2 separate regions of the Oryctolagus cuniculus genome follow, and region 1 is linked to region 2. Evidence: chromatin contacts called from public Hi-C data. All regions are on one chromosome and are shown on one strand. The core of a region is the stretch at or near the end of the contact, and the rest is flanking DNA. Distances in the headings are between cores, read along the strand shown. Region 1 holds the start of SSR3 (signal sequence receptor subunit 3). Region 2 holds the start of LEKR1 (leucine, glutamate and lysine rich 1).

Region 1 (2,700 bases), core at 146-2,645, 330 kb after region 2:
GTGTACTCTCTGTGAACTTTTTGAAGACTTTTCCTAAGCGTGGTAGAATAAGGAAAGGATTTATACTTCAGGAAAACTCACTTTGGTACTTTGCAGAGAATCAGCTGAAAAAGATTGAAGATGGAAAGCTCAATTAGGAGGAAGGCCATGGAGATCGATTACGATTTGGAAAAGGTGAGGAGAAAGTTATCTACAAACCTGCTGATCGGGGCAGCTGGAGATTGAGCAAGTTTTGCCTGACTTGCCAGGATGTTTGGGTGTTATCAGTGAAGCAAAGAACCATTGGCAGAGATTGATGTGGCTGAGTATTCTTTTCTGAATAAAAGGTGATCATCCGAGGAGTTAAAAATGGCAGTGGCAGTATTAACAGGCATGCCACCACGTTGTCTTTACTTAGTGTTATTTTCTATTTAGCTTGGCAACCCTAAAGGGTTAGTTAAAAGGTCAGTAACAGGGGCCAACACTGTGGCAGAGCGGTTGAAGCCACTGCCTGCATTGCCAGCATCCCATAGGGGAGCCGGCTTAGTCCTGGCTGCTCCACCTCTGATCCAGCTCTCTGCTGTGGCCTGGGAAAGCAGTGTTCCCTGGCCTGGATAATAAGTGTTCCCATGTGGGAACACCCAGAAGAAGCTTCTGGCTCCTGACTTCGGATCTGCGCAGCTCTAGACGTTGCGGCCAACTGGGGAGTGAACCAGCGGATGGAAGACACCTCTCTCTGCCTCTCTTTTTCTCTCTGTGTAGCTTTGACTTTTCAAATGAATAAATTAATCTTTAAAAAATCAGTAATAAAATACTAGGAATTTGTAAGTGTATTCGAATGGGCTGTTTTCTTTTTCCCTCAGAAGTAGCCCGTTATTTCGATGCAAATAACGCCACACTTCGGAGACCAGCCCTGCCAGTCACCCACCCGTAAGCTCTCCATCTGCGATGGGGTGAACGATATGCAGCCAAGATTCATGAAGGTAGTTAACGCAATAGCGGAGGTGTAAAGGAGGAGAAATCCTACACGTGCTACCTATCCCTTTTTCCTCCTCCAATGCCCCCAGTGCTGGGCGCACACAGAGTACATTAAACATATGCACGCTGAATGAATGAATGAGTACTACCCGGTCAGAAGAGCTTTTATTTGGGATTTCTGAACCTTCGGATCGTGTGAGTCTGTCAATAGCCGTGATGTGGCATGCCAATAAAGTTTTGTCATTTTTTAAAAAGCACACATTAAACTACAAATCCCTTCCTTCTCTTCGGCTAGACGCGTCCCGTGGCTGGTCAGGCCTACGGAAGTCTGGCCCGCTCGCCCAATCACGCAGGAAAGCCTACGGAGTGACAGCAGGCCGACCAATCCTGGGGAGACTGTCCCCGCGCCGCGCAGGGTCCCGCCTCCACGCGCGGCGCTGACGGGTCGCTAGCGGATACGGCGGCCGCGGGGGCGGGGCCAGAGGCCTCGGCCCGGTTTCCCGTCCCGCTCGGCCTTCCCAGGTCTCGGCTCCTGCTCCGCCATGGCTCCCAAAGGCGGCTCCAAGCAACAGTCCGAGGAGGACCTGCTCCTGCAGGATTTCAGCCGCAACCTGTCGGCCAAGTCCTCCGCGCTGTTCTTCGGGAACGCGTTCATCGTGTCCGCCATCCCCATCTGTGAGTGCTTGGAGCGAGGCGGGCCGGGGAGGCCGCGGCGGGTCGGGCTGGGCGGGAACGTGGCAGGGCGCGGCGGACCCGTGAGGCCCGAGCTCTTCCTGGCTCCGTGCGGCTCTGGGCCTCGGAGTTCTCGTAAGAGGCTGTGGTTGTGCTGCAACACAGGGAAGTCGCTCGCGGCGCTTTGGAGAAGCGCGCCCGTTGCGGGACCCACCCCTGGAGGTTGTGATTCACGCGTCCCGGGATGGCAGATCCGAGTCTGCGTTTAAACAGACGCCCGCCGGGGGTTTACGGTGCCGTCACTCAAGCGTATCGCCTGCTGCCCTTTGGCACACTGCGGGCGCTGCCTATTTTGGGGAGGCTCACGGAGTGGGCCAGACACCCATCGCGTAACCCTGGCAAGTCACTTCGAGGTGTGTCCTTTCGAGCACCGCTCCACACCGCCGAGCATCGTTTTCCTGATTCGCAAAATAAGACAGGTTGGCCTTGGTCAGACCTTTTGGTAATCCTGTGAGAGCAATTAGAGAGTTCTCACTTGGATGAGTAGCGGTTTGCAGCCTCGGCCTGGGTCATTTTTAGAGCTCAGAGTTCCCGAGTTTCCATTTCCCATCTCGCACTCGTGCCCTGTTTTTGGGCAATCGAATGCAAATGTATCTTCTTCTTCGGCCTTCTAAAACTGAGCGTGCCATGACGGTAGCCTGGAGCCCCGTGGCTTCCTGGCGCAACCAAGCATTGCCCTGATTTCAGATAACAGCCACGTCAGCAAGTGAATGGATGGTTTGAGACCGCACGTGGCTTTTTGGAATGTCCTGAATTTAGACAAATAAATGCCCCTTCGAATGCAATTGGCGGTCTTATGATTTTTGTTGAGCCAGAGTTTGTTCTGATTTTCAAAGAAGCTGAAATTTTATCTGGACGAGGAATAGGAAGTTTATGTTTTTCAAGCGATTGGAATTGGGAAAGCTGGAGTTTGTTGCTGGATGTCTCACTTCTGAAGATCCTCAGATACTGTAGGATTCCCTAAGTCTGACTGCGTTTTTCCAGGCTTAGCATAACGTAATTCAGGAGGCT
Region 2 (2,700 bases), core at 146-2,645:
GAGGATAAATCAAAAATAAAATTTCCTGCCAGCCCAGAAAACTCTCCACAATGCAGAAGGAAAGCACATTTATTCTTAAGATTTTAGACTTGAAAGTACATCACTGCCTATCTGCTACTGAGATTCCAAAGAAAACCCACTCTTTTTCTACAGCAAGGAAACACATGTATCAGTTACAGGTCCTTAAGAAAAGTGGTAATTTGTCCTCATAGAAGAAAATTCAACACAGTTTGCTATCCATTCTTTTAGCGTTCATCTGAAATTTACCTGGTGGTTGGGGGTAGCCTTTTGTCCTAGCTAACTGCCTCCATCCTAAGGAATCAGGTGGTTGCAGCTGGGGAGTAAAGCACCTAAACTCTCAAGGTGACAGGGAGATAGGGCCACTATCGTTCCTGATGATTACATTTCAAAGAAATAGCTTCCTGGGTCTTCAAAGATTTGCTACAAATGAAAGGAGAGAAAGCTTTCACAAAATACTAGGTTTCTCAAGGAAAGAAAGGGTTCTCTTTCCCCTTTGGTAACGGAGGAAATGTGTAATTTTAAATATACTCTCATTAAGTTGACATTAGTTTGCGTGTTTTTACGACTTTCGCACCACGCTTGTGTAGCCTGCCCTCTGGCAAGAGGAGCGGAGGTAAGTGGCCGAAGCTACGAAGGTGTTTGTGAACCTGCTCTCTAACAAGATCACGAGAAAGATATTTTAAAAATGCAGAAACGTTCTTGTTCGCTCATATCCGACTCACTTCCGCACACCAGTGTCACGCTGGGCCACGAACTCACGTTCAGCTTTCAGGCTGAACCATTCCCACAGAGTGAGTCACCCACAACGGGCGGGTCAAGGGCAGGTGAAGCGGGAGTGCACGGCCTAAGACTTTCCTGAAGCGGCGGGATTTTCCAAATAGAAACCAACTGTAAGGCCAGACAAAACTACGGGAAAGGGCTTTGAAATCTGTCCCGCGCTAACCCCGTTCCCTCGGGACCGGCTCGGCCGGAAGGGAAGGGGGGGAGGAGGAGGAGAGGAGGAGAGGGGGGCGGGGGCGAGGAGGCAGAACCGCTCTTTCACTGAGGCAGTCAATGCCTGGGCCCGACGGGCTCCAGGAGACCCGCAGGGGCCGCGGAGAAGCGCGGCGGCGGAGGCAGGCGCCAGGCCCCACGCCCTGAGGCGGCGCCGCGGCTCATTTTTCTCCCCAGGTGCGAGGACGCCTCCGCTCCGGAACTGAGTCCCGGGTCATCCAGGGCCAAAGGGAAGCCATTGTCTCTCACCTAGACCTCGCCTCCGCCGGGTGCGAAACGGCTTTCCCCGTCTCCCGGGCGACCGGCGCTGCACGTCGGCCTGACGTCAGGGCGCGGTGACGTCATGGCCCACGCCTCTCGCCGACGCGGAACAGCGCTCCCCTACACTGCACTAGCGGAAGTGGGAGAGCTTGGTGGCGGGGTTCCGAGGAAAGAACTCTGCTTACGCTGAGTGCCGTAAGAGGGAGGGAAGGGGAGCTGGGGCGGCGAGGTGGGGGAGGGCAGAAGGCTTGGTAAAGGCTGCGGAGGTGGAGGGAGACGTCACAACCCTGCAGGGCGCTGGAGAGAGGCGCTGCCCCGCGCGCCGAGTCCTGGTCCTACCTCTCACCCCTGCCAACACAGTAGTGGGCAGTAACTGATCTTGAGCGGTGACAGAGATGAGGTCATGGGTGTAAAAGGAAGCACTGGTTTCACTCATTACAACAAGTACAAAGTACTTGGAAAGCTTTGGTAAGATTTTCATCCTTCTTCAAAAATAATCAAAATGAAGTACTTAGTTCACTTACACATAACTGACTTTCATTCATTCATTCATTCATTCATAAAACAAGTATTAACTGATGATGTACTGCGCCACAAGCACCGCATACCAGCATACGGTGAGGATCTGTGACTAACCCAGACAGAAACAGCCCTTGTGACTCATTCCGAATCCAGATCTCTCGCTTGTGAGGATTGTATAAGGTCCAAAATGCGGGAACCAAAGGAAACATTCATGGCTCCCTCACAGGGAAAGACTCATTACCACTGAATAAAATGAGATTGAATATGAAGACAGTTAATGAAACCCTTCGTTGTGGAGACGTGATTAAATGATGCAGAGCAGTACTGGTACAATACTCAAACTGCCAACTGAGGGCTGTTTGTTAATGAATATGACAACGTGATGTATTTCCTAAAGCCTGTGTTCAGGGCAGTACTACTCTGGGAGCTAGATGTGCCCTGTACACGTAAACTGACGTTTTTGCTGTGCCACCCACTGTTGATTTTCTGTTCCCAGCCTCTAAAGAAGGTTCCTCATCTGAGAAAGAGAAGCAGTACTCAAAGGATTGAACAAATGACTAAGCAGTACAGAGGACAGTCAACCCAGTGGGCAAGTACAGCATGCTTATGAGAACTTTCAGAACTACTCATCTTCATCTGTCTCCTTGAGGGTCAGTGAAGGCAGGATTGTTCTCATTTTGTAACAATGGGGGTTTTAGATACAGGACAAATACAGATGATCCAAATATGTTGAGTGCCTTATCTGGAACGGGAATTGCACACCTAAAGCAAGATCACTCTGTTCTGAGGCTAGTTTGCTTGTACAGTCAGGCATTGCTTAACAACGGGGAGAATTCATTGTGTGAGCATCATAGAGTATACTTACACAAACGTCGGCGCCATAGCCTGCTGTGCACATAGGCT

What was found. A called contact is a pair of places that touch in the nucleus more often than the background predicts.
Region 1: a Hi-C map of an unstated tissue shows a contact between it and region 2, with 2.0 times the contacts expected there. The contact joins the promoter of SSR3 here to the promoter of LEKR1 in region 2. A contact is called at or near these places in 3 of 6 Hi-C or Micro-C datasets (ear pinna, skin fibroblasts and an unstated tissue).

Annotation. Positions count from the first base shown.
Region 1 is chr4:124,339,742-124,342,441 of mOryCun1.1, forward strand. It overlaps SSR3 (signal sequence receptor subunit 3), which reads left to right and starts at 1,396. Exons shown (of 5, transcript XM_002716322.5): 1 at 1,396-1,632. The coding sequence starts at 1,500.
Region 2 is chr4:124,011,726-124,014,425 of mOryCun1.1, forward strand. It overlaps LEKR1 (leucine, glutamate and lysine rich 1), which reads right to left and starts at 1,396. Exons shown (of 12, transcript XM_070072606.1): 1 at 1,264-1,396. It overlaps LOC103350428 (a long non-coding RNA gene), which reads left to right and starts at 776. Exons shown (of 4, transcript XR_011388098.1): 1 at 776-911; 2 at 1,192-2,700.